2 separate regions of the Mus musculus genome follow, and region 2 is linked to region 1. The links are chromatin contacts, called in public HiChIP or PLAC-seq maps. All regions are on one chromosome and are shown on one strand. Each heading gives the region's core, a stretch centred on a gene start, on an enhancer-like site or on the middle of the called end of the contact. The rest is flanking DNA. Distances are from core to core; before and after follow the strand shown.

The links. HiChIP or PLAC-seq counts read pairs in DNA pulled down with a chosen protein or histone mark.
Region 2: a contact with region 1 is called in an H3K27ac HiChIP or PLAC-seq map of microglia, with 8 times the contacts expected there. The contact joins the promoter of Ptp4a2 here to the promoter of Zbtb8a in region 1. A contact is called at or near these places in 1 of 39 promoter capture datasets (pre-B cells) and 3 of 115 datasets of contacts at active chromatin or transcription factors (memory CD8 T cells, microglia and pancreatic cancer cells).

What each region holds. Positions count from the first base shown.
Region 1 is chr4:129,376,661-129,379,360 of GRCm38.p6, reverse strand. It overlaps Zbtb8a (zinc finger and BTB domain containing 8a), which reads left to right and starts at 1,333. Exons shown (of 5, transcript NM_028603.4): 1 at 1,333-1,621.
Region 2 is chr4:129,819,219-129,821,918 of GRCm38.p6, reverse strand. Ptp4a2 (protein tyrosine phosphatase 4a2) reads right to left here and starts at 1,440. Exons shown (of 6, transcript NM_008974.4): 1 at 1,318-1,440.

The sequences.
Region 1 (2,700 bases), core at 84-2,583:
GAGCCATCTCACCAGCCCTGTCCTAGTGATTTTCAAATAAGCACTGGTCTACCTTTCCTTCCATTATCTCCCATTACCTCAAAAGTCCAGGAAACGAATCTTAATCACAGAGCACCCCTGGGGTAAACAGGTGTGACATTAAGAAACTGTTAGGTGTCAAACCTGGGACAAATAGCTGGGGTGCCTAGTTAACATGTCAAAGCTGACCTGGCCACCAGGTTCTCCCAGCATCCCTCAGTCCAATACCTGTTACAGGGTCCTCTAGGCTGGCATATCCGGCCCCCTAGCTTGAATCCTCCAGTCCAGGGGGCTGAGCTATTCTTCCCTATATAATCCAACCATTTTGGCTCCCTACCCTCTTTGTAATTTGGGTCTCCTGCTGTACTTGGTTCTGCTGCTCTCTCTCCTCCCTCCCCCACCCCACATCACAGGGCACAGCTCAGTTCACTCTGTACTCTCCCAGATGTTCCTGCCTCTGGCTGTGCTCTCCCACATATCTATAATAAACTTTCTCCTCCACTATACCTAGGACCAGGCATGTCCCTTTCCTTTTTATTTCTCCTTTTTTTTTTTTTTTCATTCAGAAATGACTGTATTGTATTCTCAGAGAGAATGATGTTCGAATACATAGTTACTTAGTGAGGAGATCGGAGAAATAGGACCCTGATGGGCTTGACTGAGGCTTGGGAGAGGAACGCCTCAAAATATTAAACGCATGCTTTGAGACTTTGAATCTTCTCCCCCATTCCGCATTACTTGACAATCAGCGTGAAGAAGTAGAAAACTAATTTAGTTTGTGGAATTTAAGCAGTATGAAAATTCAGCGGTTTACTATTTTAGGAAATGTATCACCTGATATTTGTGTGCCATAAATATTAGGGTCACGTCAGAAGAGAAACTTGATTTTACGACCAATTTTTATATTTGAAAACACGAAACACTGTTTTGTACTAGTTTTATATAAAGAATCACGGCCTCTTAATCTCAGCCCCTCCGGGCTTGCCTCTTCAAAGGGCTTGATGGGGACCTACAGAGGTTTCTAAAAGGCTATAACTGAAATTAAGTGCTTCGTCAAAGGGCGATTTTGTGGAACTCTCTCCCATTTTACGTCGCTAAACTTAAGTACAATAATGTCACATGTATACAGTATTTGTGGGCACGCCTAAGTCCCTCCCTCTCTCCTTGAACCAATATCTCCACATATTAGAAATCCAGCCCTTCTGCCCTCCGGAGGCGCCTTTCCCAACGTAAAGTACAATTTTAAAATTTAAGCTCCCGACTAAAAGAATGATCCCCAATCAACTGCTGGGGAACCTGGGCGCCCTAGTGCCTGCGGAGGGTGCAGTCGGGCGTGGGCACGGACAGGGGGAGTGGGCGAAGCTGCTGGTTGGTGCCTGAAATCTGTGCGTTGCCCCTTTAATTGTGTCCTCAGCCCTCGGGCGTTTCTGTCCAACGCCCACGTCAGCAAATACCTTTTGTTTCTCCCACGTTGGGGCTACTTGTTTTAGGGCGCAAAGCCTCGGCTTCGGAAAGGGGCTGCTTCCCCTACCCGGAACCGGGAATCGCTCCGCAGCGCGCGCGCGCGCGAGCGAGCGAGCGAGCGAGCGGCTAGAGCCCCGCGGTAAGTGGCTGCACGGGCGCGGGCGGGAGGAGGGCGGCCCGGGCGTCGGGGCTGCGGGCCGGGCCCAGAGCCTGGCGGAGGGCGGCGGAGCCGCCGGGGTGCGCCCCGGGACTGCAACCCCAGCCGGTGCGCCGGGCGACGCAGGGGGCACCCGGCGCCATTTGCAGCCGGGGGCGCAGAGCGGCGGCTCCGAGGGTCGGCGACGGCCACAAAGGAGACGCGGGCGGCGGCGGCGGCCCCGGGCGCGGCTGCGGGACAATGGCTGCACCGTCGCCGCCCGCGCCCGCCCCGCCGCCAGCCTTGGCCCGGCCCGGGGAAAGGCGGGAAGGCGCCCGAGCCTCCTGACGGCCGCGGCGGCGAGGCGGCGCCACGGGGCCGGGCGTGTCTGCAGACGTCGGGCGCGGGGCGCGGGGCGCTGCAGCCCGGCGGTCTCACTCCGCCCTCCACTCTCTGGTTTTCCATCACGACGCGACAGTTCTGGGCTTAGAACCGAGGGCAGAAATATGGAGCCCCAGCTGGCCCCGCGGCAGAATGTCCCTGGCATCTCCCACCTGGAGACACTGTCGGCTTTAGTCCCTTCGCGCTCTGGCGCGCTTACTCGCCCTTGACCGTGCGGTTATTCGTAATCCACGTCTTTGCGAGACGTGTTTGGAATAGGATTCACACCTAGCGGGCACCCAACCACACACGCCGCCAACACCTAGAAGTCTTTCTATTTGCAGAACTTTAGTAAATGGAGTGGTTTCACTTTGACGAAATATTGCACTTAATTTCTTATGAGACGGCTACGGGTTCCGGCTGTTTATTCTACCTAGCAAAGGGGAAAGGGGGAAAAATAAAACGCTAATGGTTAGGGAGTCTCATCCCTAGGCAGGGAGCTGAGACGTGGCAGCCCCCCAAGGCGCCCTGTTCTTGCAGCGTCCCGGAACAGTCTCCAAAGTACCAAAACCTTCGCTGATTTTATCACTTAAATCGCACTTTTATTTACCTATTTATTCTTTGTTTTAAAGCGGACTCAGGCTAGACTTGAAAATTTGATCTTACCTCCACCTCGGGAGGGCTGGGATGCACTAGGCAAA
Region 2 (2,700 bases), core at 191-2,690, 440 kb before region 1:
TACCTTCTATGATTACATCATTAAACAGAAAATCTTTATCAACAGTTCATCTCAAATCCCCAACTCAGCCTACTTATATACCTATACCTTTAACACTTGGGAGAGACTTGAGGCAGGAAGATCAGAGTTCAAAGCCAACCTGTTATGAAGCATTTGAGATGATACCAAATCAAGAACCTATTTGGAACTTCTAAAAGTCCAATAAAACAAATGAAACAAAAGAACTTCTTCTGCATCCCCCATAGAAAAAGTCCATTAACAATTCTTTCCGATCATCCGATCCAAAACTAAGAGTGTCAGGATCAAAAAACGAAGCTCTGATAATGTGAGTTCTTCTATAGTCTTAGTTTCCTCTTGCACACTAACAAGGCTCAACTTCTCTCACTTCCTGTCTGAAACAGCTCAGTAACACAGAGCGGGGAAGCAAGTAAATACCATATACTAATCCAGCAATAGCGACTCCAAACTGAAACATTTGCTGAATGCCTACAATGACGCTAGATTAGTCACTTTATACTTCGTGACAAATCCAAGGGCAGAAACTAAACTATGGCACTTTATCGATATTTATGACCGTTTCTTAGGCGCTTTTCTGCAGAAGGATACGAGAGAGTCACAGATAAAAGATACCGCGGCTTACCTCATTAAATAGCCTTGACCTCAACACTGAGCATTTGCCAAAAAAAAAAAAGTTTACGCTTCCGAATACTTTACCGGCTAAAACTCAGACTCCGGGACAAGAGTCAAGCTTGGATGGTTAGCGCTGGGAAATGGGGGTGGGGAGGATGGCAAAGACATCTCTGGAAATTCATAAATTTACAATACATTTTTACGAAAAGGGGAAAGAACGCCAGAGATCAGCGTCACGGGAGACTCAGACCCTTTTCTCTTACTTGACTGCAACTCAGGGATCCCACGCTTGAGTGAATTAAGTCCCTGGACGCGAAGGGTTCCCTATCAACACAAAGACCAAGGGGCCTCCAGGATGCCTGTGCTCACGCGCCGGACAAACGCAGGCGCACCCCTGCACACCACCTAGTCCGCCACGCTCCTCCTCGTCCCCACTCGCTCTCACCACACCTTCGCCCCCACAAGGACACATGCTGCCCGCACACGCACCTTCTCCCGCATTCTTCTACGCTCTCTCGCTCTCTCGCTCGCTCACCCCACCTCGAGCCGCGCTCCCCGCCCCTGGCCCGGCCCGGCCCTCCTTCCGGGGACGTGTCTCGGGCCTGCTCTAATGGCAGCGGCGCCTCCCGCCCTCCCCTGCCCGAGGCCCGGGCGCCGCGCGGGGCCGCCCGGGAGGGGCGCACTCACGCTGGCAAGCTGGGGACTGGGCATTGAAGGCCGGCGGAGGCGGGAGCGAGGAGGCGCCTCTCTCCTCAGTCACCTCGGCGGCGGCGGCGGCGGCGGGAGCGGCGGCGGCGGCGGCGACGACTCCCCCCCAGCCTCGGCGCGCGACACCCGGCCCGGCCCGGCGGCGGCGGCGGCGGCGCGTGTCCACGAGTCCGTCTTGCTGCTGCTACTGTTGCTGCCGCGACCGCCGCTGTGTTCCCCCCCCGCTGCCGCCGCTGCCCCCGCTACCGCCGCTGCCCGCTGGCGTCGCCTCGCGCCGTGCCCGGCCGCTGCTGCCGCTCCAGCCGCTCCCGGACGAACGACGGTTACAGCCCGGCCGATCGCGCCGCCGCCACCACCGCTGCGCGCGCAGCCGGACCAGCTCCCGCCGCCGCCCCTCAGGGGGCGCTGCGGGGCGCGGCGCGCGCGGCGCAGCCACGCCCTCGGAACCGATGATTGGCTGCCGGCGGCTCGCGGCGGTTGGCCCCACCCACTCTGCCTACAGAGCTTTGACCCACTGCCCTGGGCGCCTCCCGCGCTCCGCCTCCGCGTGGCTTGCTGCGCTCGGCACTGGGGGCGACGGAAGGCGTATACATGTGACCGGCGCGGGGTGGGGGTAGCGGGGTGACGAACGTGGCTGAGGGAAGCGCCCGCCCACTCTGCGACTCGCCCATCCGCACCTGGGTCTAAGTTAGCGCCTCTGGCCACCCAGTGACCCGCAAGGTCGCGGGCGGATTCCGGATCCCGGGAGGCGCCTCGAGCCAGATCCCGCTGGGTCTGGGACTGGGACTGGGCGGCAACCGGGGCCTGAGCTCGGGGATTTCCAGCTCAGAAGTGGGGAACCGAGTACCTTATACTTGGCTGTCCTTCCTGGAGGCCTCGAACATCTCTGCGAAGTCTCTCTGCCCTGCTCCCCAGACCTCTATCGGGCAAGCAACACACAGACTCTTTAGATACGGAAATGCAGAATTAAGGAAAAAGTTTTTTCCTAGGTATTCTCAACTATTAAGCGGAATACTGTCTTCACAGCACAGATACTCTTCAATACTTAAATAAAGTATGAAGAATGGGCGTGATTAAAAAAAAAAGTCTGGCGGTGGTGGCCTATGCCTTTAAACCCAGTTCAAGGCCAGCCTGGTCTACAGAAAGAAAGCACCTCTAGAATTGGAACTGGGAATAGAACTCTGGGAAAAGCTTGCCTTGCATGTGAGGCCCTAAATTCAACTCTTGGGAGCCTCAAAAAAAAAAAAAAGTTTGAGTTGGATTTTAACAGTTTTGAAGATTATCTTAGAGATTCTCTAATGGAAGGAGGTTTTTTGTGTTGTGTTGTTTTGTTTTGTTTTTGTTTGCCTTTTGCTTTTGAAA